5 separate regions of the Mus musculus genome follow, and all the other regions are linked to region 1. The links are chromatin contacts, called in public Hi-C maps. All regions are on one chromosome and are shown on one strand. Each heading gives the region's core, a stretch centred on a gene start, on an enhancer-like site or on the middle of the called end of the contact. The rest is flanking DNA. Distances are from core to core; before and after follow the strand shown. Region 1 overlaps Gm36203 (a long non-coding RNA gene). Region 2 overlaps Acoxl (acyl-Coenzyme A oxidase-like). Region 3 overlaps Acoxl (acyl-Coenzyme A oxidase-like). Region 4 overlaps Acoxl (acyl-Coenzyme A oxidase-like). Region 5 overlaps Acoxl (acyl-Coenzyme A oxidase-like).

Region 1 (2,638 bases), core at 76-2,575:
GAGATGAGAGAACTTGCTCTTCTTGCAGAGGAGTTCAATTCCACAGACCCACAGCCACCTGTAGCTCCAGCTCCAGGGATCCAACAACCTTTTGTGACCTCCATGGGAATATACATATATACATACACACATATACACAAACACACACACATTCGCATGCATATATGTACACATAGACACATAAATAAAACAATAAAAAATTATTTTTAAAAATAAACATATAGAGAAAACAAGAATGTATAATACATCATATGTAATACATAATACATAAAAAGTCCCATCATAAAATGACCAGTACTCTATGATTCCATTTATATGGGGCACTTGGAATAGTCATGTTCCTAGAGATAGAGATCTGGATGGTAGTTGTTGGTGGCTGTTGAAGGCACCTCTGGTGTTTACCAAATAGTGTAATGGATGTAAGCTACAGTTCTGTATTATGTGAGAGTACTTAGCACTACTCAACTAAATACCTTTGAGTGGTGAAGGTATCTGGGATTGGTGGAATGCTTGCAATCCCAGGGCTTTAGAGATTACAAACTGGAGTTCAGCCTGGGCTACACTGCAGGGCCCTGTATACAGATAAATAACCCTGAGATGATGAGTGTCATACTCTTGTGTATTTTCCCACCGTTAACAATTGTTGTGCAAAGTTTCTGCACGCACTGAATCCTTTGTTGCCCAGTGTTCGGCAGATTCCACTTTTTGTTTGGCTGAGATGTGTCTTCAGCTACAGATCTATTTGGTGCCAATTTTAGTAATGGTAGAATGAAGTTCAAATAAACTTTCCTCTCGAGAAAGGCCTAACTCCGGCAAGTTGCCAGGACAAGAGAAGAAGCAAGCACATGCAACAGTGCGGAAGGCACCGAATCCTGCAGGCACACTCTGTAGGTGATCTTGACACCAGGATTGGAGCCGTGAGGGGAGTGGAGGAGACAGGCAGCCGTCAACCACACTATAATCCACAACATGTATTATCACTGTCTTCTGGATTATAGATGTTTCTTTCAATGAGTCAGGAAGGTTGACTGGCTGATGGATTTAAAAAAACAAACAAAAACAAAACCCTCATAGGGCTTTCCTTATATAGATTGTCCTCAGGAGACCTCTGACTGAATGTTCCCTCCTCCCTAGCTAGCAGCTGCTTCTTAGCATGTGTGTTTACAGAAATACCAGTAGTTATTGCATGTTCCTTGCCATGTGATTAAGCATTGCCATAAAGCCCTGGCTAGATTAGGGAAAGATCTTCCCTTTCTGAGACTGGAACCAAACTAGTGTCCATGACGGACAGCTTCTGCCACCTACTGGCCAATGGTAGTATCACTTGCCAAATGCCTCTACTTGCCAAGGAGAGAGAGCTAGAAAATTCAATATAGGAGGACACACTATATGGGCTTGCTCACACACGCACGCGCGCACACACACGCACACACACACTGAATCATATATTTTAGCGTTATATCACAGAGTATATACTCAGATGTTGGGTTAAGTGGAGTCTACCCCACTATTGCTGACAACTTTCATTTAGCATCTCCCTCAACTCTTAGAAACAGTGCATGAGGTAAGCTCCATTGTTCTCATTTTAGAGGTTGGAAAACTGGAGAACGGAAGTGTCCTTCTGATATGACAAGGGATCAGAAGCACCATGAATAATATATTGGAAAGAAGGCCTACAGTGAAATTACTATCTTCTCTCTCCATTTTAAATTTAATTTTGTTACTTTATGAGTTCTGCTTGATTTTCATATGTTTATCACATGCATACAGTGTCCAAGGAGTCCAAAAGGCAGTGTCAGATCCCCTGGAACTGGAGTACAGGCTGTTGTGAGCTGCCATACAGGTGCTGGGAACTTAGGAAGAGCAACCAGTGCTCTTAATGCTGAGCCATCTCTCCTGTCCCTGCTTCTCCATTTTTTTTTCAAATCAAACACACCATTGTAAAGATGTCTAGTGTGCTCTAAAGAATCCAGAAGAGCCAGCTTAAGAGTCAGAGAGATGACTCAGCAGTTAAGACCACCAGTCGCTCTTCCAGAGGATCTGGGTTCAGTTTCCGACACCCACATACAACCAATCTTCCAACCACGGTCTGGAGTTCCAGATAGTCTGATACCCTCACATAGACATGCATGCAGGCAAAATACCAAGGCAAAATACCAATGCACGCAAAATAAAATAAATAATTTTCTTTTTAAAAAAAAAAGTCCTACAGAAAATAGCAGCTAATGCTTCTGTCCAGGTTCACTCTGGCAAGGTCACCGCTTTCCAGACCTCCCACAGTGAGTGTAGCAGGTGGCTGTGTCCTCATTACTTACCTTCAGTTCATATCAACAAACACATGGCTATTTCTCCAAACAAAACAAAACAAACCTTACATCCTGAAAATTTGCCACCACTGAAGATCTTTATGCTCTGGAGTCCCTCATAGTCATTCAAGCAACAGTGCAAATATGCAAATGTGTAAAATTTCCAAGCGTGACCAGGTGAGACAGGAGTACATCCGTGGACATATATGGCTTGATTAAAAAAAAAATCAGTTTTAGACCCACAGTTGAAATTTAGAGGAAAGGGCTGGGGAGATGGCTCAGCAGGTAAGAGCACTGACTGCTCTTCTGAAGGTTCTGAGTTCTATAAATAA
Region 2 (2,638 bases), core at 68-2,567, 640 kb before region 1:
GGTGATGTCACCTGCAGGTGTGTGAGCCTGTGGCGGTTTCCCGAGGCATTGTAGCCACATCTGTCCTCAGCTGTGTGGGTCTTTGCTCCAGCAGGCTGCAGAATGAGCTGGTTGCCTGCAGAGCAAAAGCCAGAGGCAGCAAGCCGCGGTGGCCTTGCTTCAAACAAGCGGACTTTCCCCAAAGCTTCGGCTGATTTTCACTTAGTTATGGAACAAAACACAAATGTTGTTTCTTTAAAATGCCACAGCGGCAATCAGAGTATATTTCCACGCACCCTTTTCTCAGTTTCCTGAGGCCACCTGCCTTGTTACACGTTTGAAAGCTTCCTCTTCCTCTTCCTGAAACAGGAAGCTTGCCTTCTTATTTTCCTCCAGGTTTAAAGTGTGCCCTTCTTTGAAGAGAGTTCACACACACTCTCTGTGGGGTTGCACCTTTGTTTATAACATAAAAAAAAAATCTCCATTTCTCTACATGTGCTCTGTCTTGTCTCTAAAGGTCACACGGCACAGAGCTCCCTGCTCAGGGTACATCAACCTGGGCTGATTTTATCTGTGTGCGCTTTGTAAGATGTTTGTATTTGCATAGGACGTTTAGATACAGGGACACTTTGTATAACTATATTTGAAAATTGAGAGAGAGAGAGACAGAGAGAGAGAGAGAGAGAGAGAGAGAGATTGCTGTAGCCTGTGCCCAGTCCAGTGGCTAGTGCAGTAATTACACCAGTCCCTTAGTATAGCGTTCTCGAGCATGTACAATGTAGTGAAATGAGTGCTTTTTGTTTGCACGGTGTGCAGTTCAGTGTGGTGTGAGAATCCGCCTGACCCCAATACATTTTGTTTGACATGCACAGCTGGGGCACTGGAGGATAGTCCAGGCCATTAAAAAGAATGCGAAAAGAAAACACACACCATCTATTTGTCAGGACACAATGAAAGGGAGACTTACTGGGCCTGGATCACACCAGGAGGAAGGAGAAGAGGAAAACCCACCTGGCCCCCAGGGAGCCGGCAGGGGCACAGCTACTGTTGCCTGCTAGAGCTCCCCTGGTCATGCAAACCGATGCCCTTCCCAGCTCCCGGGATCTTCTTGTAGGGTGCTGTGCAATCAGAATGCTGGGGTGGAAGGGAGGAGGTCTTATTTGGACTTGGCATTCCAGGGGAGCCCAAGGTTAAGGGGTTCATCAGGCTTATGTGACATCTAGGAATGGCTTCTAAGGTGTCTGACCGGTGAAGACCTGCTACGCCTCCCGAGGTACCCCAGGCTTTCACCAACAGGCAGGAGAGAAGGCAGTGATGGATCCTTAGGAAGTTGGTTCCTCCCTCTCCCCAGCCACACAGATGCTACCCCATACTCAGCTGCAGTCCCCTCCCACTGGCCCCTCCCATCATCTTTCTTTTATTCCCCATTTGTTTCCTTGCAGGGATCTAGGAGGAAGTGGAAACAACAGGCCAAGCTAATGCTATAAATAAATGGTCGGCTAACCTTGGTTAGGAAATAGTAAGGCACCCAAAATGAAATGTTGCTAAAGGAGTACCCAAGGATCAGTAACATACTGACCAGACTTGTTTAAAAACTATGGAAGATGTGTACCTTTAACATAAAGTTTAGATTGCTGGGGAAATGTTTCAGCTCATGTTTGGCTCTTCATTGCCACCAAGTAGACCAATTCCCATACTGCAAAGAAACACCCCTGTCCCACAGCTGACCGTTAGGCCCTACCCCATACCAAAGGGCATGACTACAATGTTATAACCCTAGACCTAGAGCAATTTTTATGGAGGCTTGTTTCTTTTGGAGCACTAGACAAAACTGGACATATGCTTTGTTATTAAAGGATGTCTTCCTTATTTTTCCTGAGTGTGTGACATGAGTTGTCACTGGGATTAGGGGATGTTTCTCTGTTACAATAGTATCAGTCTCACACTTCATTCTCTGATTCTCTGATTCTCTCTCTGTGTGTGTATGTGTGCGCGTGTGTATGCATATTCACATGTTCACGTGTGCAGTTACATCTGAACAGCCATGCTGCATAGATAGGTCTGGAGAAAGGTCCCTGGCAACCTCACCTGCATTCAGAAGCCAAGACATCTTTGTATTACCTTAGTCACCTGGACCTTTTCAGAGTGACAGCTCTGAGCCTCACCTTGACTCAGCCCTGGCTCACTGTCCCTAGTTTCCTCGATGGCTGTGTAGAGAAGGGCATCAGTACGCTCTTATGCCCTGTAATGGACCATGGTAGAAAAGGTGTCCAAGAAACTCCCTCTCTGGCAAAAGTAAGAAAAATATACCTTGACTGATGTGGTTTGGCAAGAGTGACTTAAAAATGAACTCCACAAAAAACCCCCACACTAATGGGAGATGGTGTGTCCTTGCCCTTTGCGGCAGAAGTTTAAGGTGCCAGTGTGGTTAGCTGAATTCTGGAAGGAACAAAAGGGGAGATTCCCTCTGGCTGTTTTCATGACTGTACTTGTTCAAAACTCCCATTTCCCCCCCTCACCTACATTTTGTTTCTTGACCTGGAACAGAGACTCTCAGAAATCTAACCTTGGCTATATTAGTAAATGGTAAACTTTTCAGTTCACACTGAATAGTTGATAGGAATTTCAAAACACGGTTAAATGCCTTCTTTGTGAAGAC
Region 3 (2,638 bases), core at 47-2,546, 610 kb before region 1:
CCAGAAATAGCGTTTCAGATCTATAATCTTAAATGGCATCATTCGCAGTTCTCTCTGAGCCCTGGATTGATTTTCACGTGGATATCAGCGTGCATACATACTCGGCTCTTTGTTTTTGTTTTTTTTTTAAAGATCATGAGAAAGCTAAGTGACTTGGATTCTTTTTCTTTGGAGGGAGTGCTGAAATGAGAATTGTTTTTATAGAGAAAAATATACCCTTTACATGTATTTTTAACAAAAAATAGTAACCCAGTGGAGGAAAGACAGGAAGAATATTGTGTCCATATAGATCATATTCTGGAACAATAAAAACGTCTGGCAGGCAGTAATTGCTGGCCAGCTGCAGGGATTACAGCCCTGTGAGCTGTGTTCAGGGCAGCATGCCAGGATGCTGGCAACCAGGGAAGGAGCCTTCAGTGTGCCCGACTGGGTCCATAAACATGATGCTGAGTGCAGAATAGCCAGTCAAGGTTGCCATGTGGGCTATGACTTCTCTGACCAGTGTCTTGATATCCCCTGTCTCTGCTGCCTCTCTTGCAGCCAGACAACAAGCTTGGGGATAATGGTGGCAGTCTTAGGGCTGACCTCTGGTAGCATCTCTGAGCACAAAAGCCATTAATCTTTATTGTCACATTTCCCACCTCTACAGCCAGATAGAACATCAGACAGGTCAGAAGCCAGTGGAAACTCCCTTTTGGTGCTTTGGGACTGTCAGCATCTGAGGCCAGAGGGAAGGAGTTGTGGACCCTGCTTTCTGCTCATCCACTGATTTGGGGTTTTTTTTTTTTTCTGTTCTCATAGAAGAAAGTCAGGGTATGGCTGTTGGCATGAGGTGGGTTCCTCTCTTCTCCTCTCTCATTCTTCTCATTAATTTCTATCCTAACTGACTACCCATGTTCCCTTGTCAAAGTTATTTCTCTGTAACAACTATTAATAAGCAGACATTCCAGAAAAACAACACAAAACACTAGCATCAGTCGGGAGGTAGAGGGTGCCAGCAGAAAGCATGGACTAAGCAGGCTAAGCAGGCTAAGCAGATTAGGAATGACTCGTTGGATGCTTTGGGAGGCTTCTGATATTGGCAGGGGGCTCTCCTTGGTCTGACACTACCTTGGTGTCACCTGGGGTGACCTGTGCAGGGTAACAGTGGCCTACATTGTGATAGCCTCGTGAAGGAGGTATTGGGGCCTCTGAATTTGTTAGCTTGCATTTGGAAGATGTTGTCATGGGGACATCATTTGCTATCTTTAGGAATGAGCTCACCCTGGGAGGCGGGGCAAACACTCCAGGATCAAGCAAGGCTCCAGTGGAGAAGCATCAGGAGCAGTCAGTTAGTAGAGACACATGCAGTGTCAGGCTGCAAGGGAGAGACATTGGCACTGGAGGGATCACAGGAAGATTACTGAGGGCATTCTAGGGAGAAGCAACTTTGCTTTTATTGGTTTGTTTCTGTTTGGGTTTTGGAAGGGATATGTTAGAGAGAGGGAGAAATATCAGAAAAGTCTCAGTTGGGGAGGGGGATGTGTCTTAGTTAGGGTTTTATTGCTGTGACATCATGACCATGCAACTCTTATTAAAAAAAATTAATTGAGGCTGGCTGATAGTTTCAGAGGTTTAGTCCATTATCATGGCAGGAAGCATGGCAGTGTGCAGGCAGACACGGTGCTAGAGGAGCTGAGAATTCTGCATCTTGATCCACAGGCAGCAGCAGGATACTGTCTTCCACACTGAGTGTAGCTTGAGCATAGGAAATCTCAAAGCCCACTCTCACAGTAACATACTTCCTTCAAGGCAAGACCTACTCCGACAAGGCCACACCTCCTGATAGTGTCACTCCCTATGAGCTAACCATGCAAACACATGAGTTGATGGGGACCTTGCCAATTTGTCTTAGTTTGGGTCTTTGTAGAGACACCATGAACATAGCAACTTGAATAAAGGCAAACATTTAATTGGTGCTGGCCTACAGTTTCAGAGATCCAGTCCATTATTGGCATGGCCGGAAACACGGCAGCATGCGGGCAGGCATGGTGCTGCAGGGAGCTGAGAGTTCTACATTTTGATGTGAAGGCAGCAGAGAGAGACTGTGAGCCACACTGGGCATAGCTTGAGCATAGGAGACCTTAAAGCTCACCCCAACAGTGACACACTTCCTCCAGGAATACCACACTTACTCCAACAAGGCCATGCCTCCTAATAGTACCCACTCCCTATGGGCCTATGGGGGCCAATTACATTTAAAGAACCACACTATTCAAACTACCATTCCAGCTTCTAGCCCCCATAAGCTTGTAGCCATAACATAATGCAAAATGCATTTAGTCCATCTTCAAAAGTTCCCATAGCCTATCACAGTCTCAACAATGTTTAAAACTCCAAAGTTCAAAGCCTCTTCTGAGATTCATGCAATCTCTTAACTGTAATCCTTTAAAATCAAAATTGCACACTTTACCAGATCACATACTTCCAACATATAATAGCACAGGATATACATTACTGTTTCAAAAGATATGGAAGAGAGCATAGTAGGGAACTTCTGGACCAAAGCAAGACCAAAACCAGCTGGACAAACTCCAGCCTCTGCATCAGATCTCCAACTCCTTTCAGCTTTGTTGACAGCAACACATTTCTTTTTCTC
Region 4 (2,638 bases), core at 67-2,566, 590 kb before region 1:
TTTTACTTCAGACAATTAAAGGATTTTGGAGTGTGTGTGCTTGTTCGTGTGTGTGCATGTAGAAGCCAGTGGTTGATGTTGGCTGCCTTCCTCAATCACCTTTTGTTAATGAGTTAAATTTCCTTTTGACACTTTTGATGGCTATGATACATCTAATTATTCTTACCCTTGCTGTCTTCTGTCTCCCGTCCATTACTGTCCATTCTGCCTCTTTCCTACAAACCCCTTTTCTACCTTTGTATCTTTTGTTTTGTTTTGTGACCCACTGAGTTTAAGCAAGGCTACCTGTAAAACTGTGGTTGCAGAACTATCCTTTAGAGCCCAGAAGGTATACAACTGAAGGCCATGATTTCTTCTTCCCCAACACCCATCAACAGCCAATAGTTTCCCCAGGGAGGGGGAGACCCTCTGAGTCCTTCCCATCCATGGATGACTGCTAAAAAACCCAGCTTTGTTCAGGCCCAGTGCAGGGGATCTCTGCTGCGGTGCGTTCATGAATTCTCTGTCACACTCAGAAAACAGTGTTTTGTAGCTCTTCTCTCCAACATTTGGCTCTTATACTCTTTCTCCCACCTCTTCTGGATAATCCCTGAGCCTGGATACATGATATAAATATTTAGGGCTGCATGCTCATCAGTCATAGCTAGAACAGCCATGTATCTCTTTCACTGCAAAGAGAAGCTTCTCTGATCCAGGCTTAGGGTGGTATATATCTATGCATATAAATGTAAATATTTAGAAGATAGTATTATGTGATGTCAACTTATGAAAACAGCAGCAGTGAGTCCTCCCGTCCCCACCCCAGGGCCTATGACCTTCTAGCCATGACTTTCTAAACAGGTTTAAAGTACCAATCATGAATTCTCTTCTTTGGCCTTAAGTCTATTCAGGTATCTGTCATTTACTCCTGTAACAGTCATGCCCCTATTGTTCCAGGGATTGCACTTGGCATGGCGGGTTGGAATTATGGCTTCAACTTTTCTCCTCTGGCAGCTTCTAGCACCTTCTAGCCAGCAGGAGGCATGCTAGCCAGGAGAAAGGGGGCTTCCAGTTAAGTTCCAGCTTCATTTCTCTATGTCCTGCCACCCACGTTTGTCCCACCTTATTTCTGGAGACTAGGTCTTTCTCTGAATATGGAGATCACTGATTTGGTAGACAGGCTGGTCAGTAAACTCCAGAAATCTACTTGCCTCTCCAGGGCTGGAATCACAGGGGCATTCACCACCCGCAGCTTTCTGCATGGGTGATGGGGATCTAAAGTTAGGTTCTCATGCTTGGACAGCAGACATTTACTGACTGAGTCATCATGACTTTTTATGGAGAAGTTGCCAGCCTTGGCCGTATGTCAGTCATATCCAAAGCACGAGTGCCCCACTGGCAGCTCCTTTGAGGGGATGACAAATGTGATGTCATGTCTAGTATGGGAGCAGGAAACTTGAAAAATTACATAGTGTGCTAAGATAGGAACCGTTCTGGCAATAATCTTTGCTGCTTCTCTCTTATCACCAGCAATCCTCCTAACCTTTGAGGCACTCCTCTTAACTTCTGGCTTTCATGTCTGGCACTAGTACTCAGCATGAGTGTTATCTAGGGAGGGCATGTTATTTCCTCAGTGAAACAATTTTTTTTAAAGATTTATTTATTTATTATATGTAGGTACACTGTAGCTGTCTTCAGACATTCCAGAAGAGGGAGTCAGATCTCCTTATGGATGGTTGTGAGCCACCATGTGGTTGCTGGGATTTGAACTCAGGACCTTCAGAAGAGCAGTTGGGTGCTTTTACACGCTGAGCCATCTCACCAGCCCCAACAATTTTTTTTATATATTTTTTCTTTATTTACATTTCAAATGTTATCCCATTTCCTTGTTTCCCCTCCAAAAAACCCTTATCCTTTCCTCCCCCTCCCCCTGCTCACCAACCCACCCACTCCCACTTCCTGATCCTGGCATTCCCCTACACTGGGGCATTGAGCTGGCACAGGACCAAGGGTCTCTTCTCCCATTGATGCTCCACAGGCCATCCTCTGCTACATATGCGGCTAGAGCCATAGGTCCCTTCATGTGTTCTCTTTGGTTGGTGGTTTGGTCCCTGGGAGCTCTGGGGGAATCTGATTGGTTCATATTGTTGTTCTTCCTATGGGGAAAACCCCTTCAGCTCCTTGGTTCCTTTCTCTAGCTCCACCATTGGGGACCCTGTGCTCAATCCAATGGTTGGCTGAGAGCATCCATCTCTATATTTGTCAGGCACTGGTGGAGCCTCTCAGGAGACAGCTATATCAGGCTCCTGACAGCAAGCACTTGTTGGTATCCACTATAGGGGTATGGGTTTGGTGACTGTATATGGGATGGATCCCCACCCCCTTCAGTGAAGCAATTTTAAAACCACATGCATTATGTTTCTTTTCCCAATTGCAAAAGCAATGCATCCTTTCTGTATATACCCACTGTAGATGTTTTTTGAAAATAAGAAAAGCACAGAGAAGGAAGGAAATAGATGCTACACCTGTGCTTCTAAGCAATGACACGTTTCTAAGCCACATTCTTTCTATGCACTGGTGTGTTTAAAGTTTTATAAGTTCTTGCCCCTGAGGCAGTAAGGACAATACTTCAGATTTCACGTATGCAGCAGTGTTAGTG
Region 5 (2,638 bases), core at 76-2,575, 560 kb before region 1:
ACCTTAACCCTCAGGAAATGCATACTCACCCTGAAAATCCCTTCCCACTCTCCAAGGTTTATATAGCCCTTATTCACCCCAAGTAAAATATATGTGCAAGCCATTTCAATAAATTCTGTCTAAAAGAGCTGTAACACTGAAATCCTTGTAGAAGGCCCCCTCTCCCCAGCCAAACCCACAGACCAAGAGCCTGCTGACGTACTGAACCACAACATTGGTTAAAGGTATAGAATTAGAGCTAGAAAAAGGAAGTGAATTTTTAAGAGATTAGTTAATAATGATACATTGTATTCTTCAAAAATGTAAAGAGTGTGGGTGTTATATGGTTTTACCATGGGAGTAATAACCACGTGAGGTGGTGTGTTTGTTAATTAGCATTGTTGTATCTCTGTGTGTATATACTTAAGAATAAGTTGTACATGATAAAATCATATGCTATCTGCCAATTTTAGAAGTGTGTTTAAAGGACTGGAGGGATGGCACAGTGGTTAAGAGCATTTGCTGCTCTTGTAGAGGACTGGAATTTGGTTCCCAGAACTCACATGGTGGCTTATAACTGCCTGTAACTCCAGTTCAAGGGGATCCAATGCCCTCTTCTGGCTTCCCTTGGTACCAGGCATGCATATGGTGCACATGGGGACATTCAGGCTAAGCAGTCATATACATAAAATAAAAGTAAATGCATTTTTAAGAAAGAAAGAATGAAGTCCCACTGAGGGTAGGGAGTTGTTTGGTTTGGTTAATGTTTTTAGGGCTGGGGTGGTGGCTCACTGTTCAGCACATTGTTCTTGAAGAGGGTACAGCTCCGGTTCTCAGCACCCATGTTGGGTGCCTCACAGCTGCCTGCAACTCCAGCTCCATGGGATCTAGTCTCTTCTGGCTTCTGTGGACACCTGCTGTGGTGTATACACACACACACACACACACACACACACACACACACACCAAACAAATTTTAAAAGGAAGGAAATTGAAATTAAAAAAAAGAAAAAAAAAGGAAGTAAGAAAGGAAAGGGAGGAATCAAATAAGAGAGGTGAGAAAAGGAGAAAAACAGGAAACAAGACTCTTGAAATAAAGGGGAAGAGGAAACGATACAAGAGTGTGTGTGTGCTGGGGCGTTGTAAAGTAAATGAACAGATAGGGGAACCCAGACAAGTGGGAATTTTGACTTATACAAAAAAGGAAGTGAGAAATGTAAAGCGTCTGAGGGTGAAGAGAAATCTGGGTGTGAGCCATGGGAAAAGGGAAGTGAGAACTGAGAGAGGGGGAGATCCGGTACAGTGGACACTCAGAGTACAGCGGATACAGAGGGTACAGCGGGTGGGAAAAGGGAAGTGAGAAGTGAGAACTGAGAGAGGGGTGATCCGGTACAGCGGACACTCAGGGTACAGCGGGTGGGAAAAGGGAAGTGAGAACTGAGGGGAAATTTGGTACATCGCTTAGGGCGGGTGCGGTGGGTGGGAGACGGGAAGTGAGAAATGTTAAAGCTATGGGGGAGGCAAGGAAGCCAGGTGTGAGCCATGGGAAAAGGGAAGTGAGAACTGAGAAATGAGAAAGGGGGTTATCCTGTACGGTGGGTATGGCCAGTATGGAGGATGGGAAAGGGGAAGTGAGGATGTAAGATAAATAAGGGGGAATCCAGATAAGCCAGAAATCTGAAATTTAAAAAAAAAAAAAAAGAGGAAATGAGAAATGTGAGAAAGGAAACAAACCAGATGAAAAAGGGAAGCAGGACAGAGGAGCGGCAGAGAGGCCTTGGCAGGAGAAAAGTTCCCAGGCCAGAGATATGCCACACTCCACTCACGTTGGCCTGGACCTGAACCTACGTGCTCCAGGGCCAGTTCTTTATGGGAGGAGACTGACAGCACTTAGGTAACTGTGAATTGCTACCTTAGAAATAGGATTTTAAGAAGTGAAAAAGAGGAAGAGGAAGTGGAGGAAGAGGAGGAAGGGAAGGGAGGAGAGGAGGGAAAGGAAGAGAAGGAAGGAGGCAGGGAAAGACAGGAGGAGGAAGCTAGAAAGTGTGAGTTGACAGAGCAGAGCAGTTGGTCAATGTAGAATTTTTAACCTGCCTTCCAGTACTCTTCAGCGTTTGGGGGGGGGGGTGGTTCAGGGTGGAGGGAGGCATTGTTCTCTTGCAGGAGTAAGCCACTAGTAGAATTCTGAAGAGTTTGAAAACAAAGCATATTGGTGTGATTAGTTGAAATCTTTTGGTTAAAAATGAAATAACCATTTGTCAATGTTTTATCAACAATGAAGACAATACCCAAAATTGTATGTGTGACCTCAAAGCTAATGTGATATATTGATAATATGATATAATGTGATATATTGAAATTATTCTGAGTAAGAGATACATTGTTACTTTTTTCCTCTTCAATGATCTGTGCTTTTAATTTTAAGGGAACTAATTTTCCCATGTAATGATGTCATTGCAAATTAAAACACTTTTTTCTTCTTTCTCTCCCTTCTCTCCTCCTCTTCCTCTGCAACAGGGTTACATGATGGAAACCAGAATCTCAGACCTGAAATGTGACACAGATGTGTTTGTAACCTTTGAAGGTGACAATGTGGTCATGCTTCAGGTAAGGGTTAGGACACAGTTATTCATTTTAAACAGCACACTTTTCAAGACCA

What was found. A called contact is a pair of places that touch in the nucleus more often than the background predicts.
Region 2: a Hi-C map of bone marrow-derived macrophages shows a contact between it and region 1, with 25 read pairs. The contact joins two enhancer-like sites. A contact is called at or near these places in 3 of 15 datasets of contacts at CTCF or cohesin (embryonic stem cells and large pre-B cells), 5 of 484 Hi-C or Micro-C datasets (bone marrow-derived macrophages and embryonic stem cells), 5 of 115 datasets of contacts at active chromatin or transcription factors (T-cell acute lymphoblastic leukemia, embryonic basal ganglia, fibro-adipogenic progenitors and 2 more) and 1 of 9 other capture datasets (embryonic stem cells).
Region 3: a Hi-C map of bone marrow-derived macrophages shows a contact between it and region 1, with 29 read pairs. The contact joins two enhancer-like sites. A contact is called at or near these places in 1 of 39 promoter capture datasets (embryonic stem cells), 1 of 15 datasets of contacts at CTCF or cohesin (pro-B cells) and 1 of 484 Hi-C or Micro-C datasets (bone marrow-derived macrophages).
Region 4: a Hi-C map of bone marrow-derived macrophages shows a contact between it and region 1, with 23 read pairs. The contact joins two enhancer-like sites. A contact is called at or near these places in 1 of 39 promoter capture datasets (embryonic stem cells), 4 of 484 Hi-C or Micro-C datasets (CD8 T cells, bone marrow-derived macrophages, embryonic fibroblasts and 1 more), 1 of 115 datasets of contacts at active chromatin or transcription factors (fibro-adipogenic progenitors) and 1 of 9 other capture datasets (embryonic stem cells).
Region 5: a contact with region 1 is called in a Hi-C map of bone marrow-derived macrophages, with 28 read pairs. The contact joins two enhancer-like sites. A contact is called at or near these places in 1 of 39 promoter capture datasets (embryonic stem cells), 4 of 484 Hi-C or Micro-C datasets (B cells, the BV-2 cell line, bone marrow-derived macrophages and 1 more), 4 of 115 datasets of contacts at active chromatin or transcription factors (embryonic stem cells, fibro-adipogenic progenitors, large pre-B cells and 1 more) and 1 of 9 other capture datasets (embryonic stem cells).

The regions. Positions count from the first base shown.
Region 1 is chr2:128,572,111-128,574,748 of GRCm38.p6, forward strand. It overlaps Gm36203 (a long non-coding RNA gene), which reads right to left. Exons shown (of 9, transcript XR_866725.3): 7 at 2,371-2,516. Among named protein-coding and RNA genes, the nearest start is that of Gm36203, 18 kb to the right of the region's middle. Within about 2 kb of position 1,326, at least 34 of the 459 cell types and tissues checked have an H3K27ac peak or open chromatin away from gene starts, as enhancers often do. A contact at or near this core is called in bone marrow-derived macrophages, where this site is marked.
Region 2 is chr2:127,927,689-127,930,326 of GRCm38.p6, forward strand. All of the region lies in intron 9 of Acoxl (acyl-Coenzyme A oxidase-like), which reads left to right. Among named protein-coding and RNA genes, the nearest start is that of Acoxl, 74 kb to the left of the region's middle. Within about 2 kb of position 1,318, at least 33 of the 459 cell types and tissues checked have an H3K27ac peak or open chromatin away from gene starts, as enhancers often do. A contact at or near this core is called in bone marrow-derived macrophages, where this site is marked.
Region 3 is chr2:127,960,990-127,963,627 of GRCm38.p6, forward strand. All of the region lies in intron 9 of Acoxl (acyl-Coenzyme A oxidase-like), which reads left to right. Among named protein-coding and RNA genes, the nearest start is that of Acoxl, 110 kb to the left of the region's middle. Within about 2 kb of position 1,297, at least 52 of the 459 cell types and tissues checked have an H3K27ac peak or open chromatin away from gene starts, as enhancers often do. A contact at or near this core is called in bone marrow-derived macrophages, where this site is marked.
Region 4 is chr2:127,982,150-127,984,787 of GRCm38.p6, forward strand. All of the region lies in intron 11 of Acoxl (acyl-Coenzyme A oxidase-like), which reads left to right. Among named protein-coding and RNA genes, the nearest start is that of Acoxl, 130 kb to the left of the region's middle. Within about 2 kb of position 1,317, at least 2 of the 459 cell types and tissues checked have an H3K27ac peak or open chromatin away from gene starts, as enhancers often do. A contact at or near this core is called in bone marrow-derived macrophages, where this site is marked.
Region 5 is chr2:128,007,581-128,010,218 of GRCm38.p6, forward strand. It overlaps Acoxl (acyl-Coenzyme A oxidase-like), which reads left to right. Exons shown (of 18, transcript NM_028765.3): 12 at 2,497-2,586. Among named protein-coding and RNA genes, the nearest start is that of Bcl2l11, 120 kb to the right of the region's middle. Within about 2 kb of position 1,326, at least 89 of the 459 cell types and tissues checked have an H3K27ac peak or open chromatin away from gene starts, as enhancers often do. A contact at or near this core is called in bone marrow-derived macrophages, where this site is marked.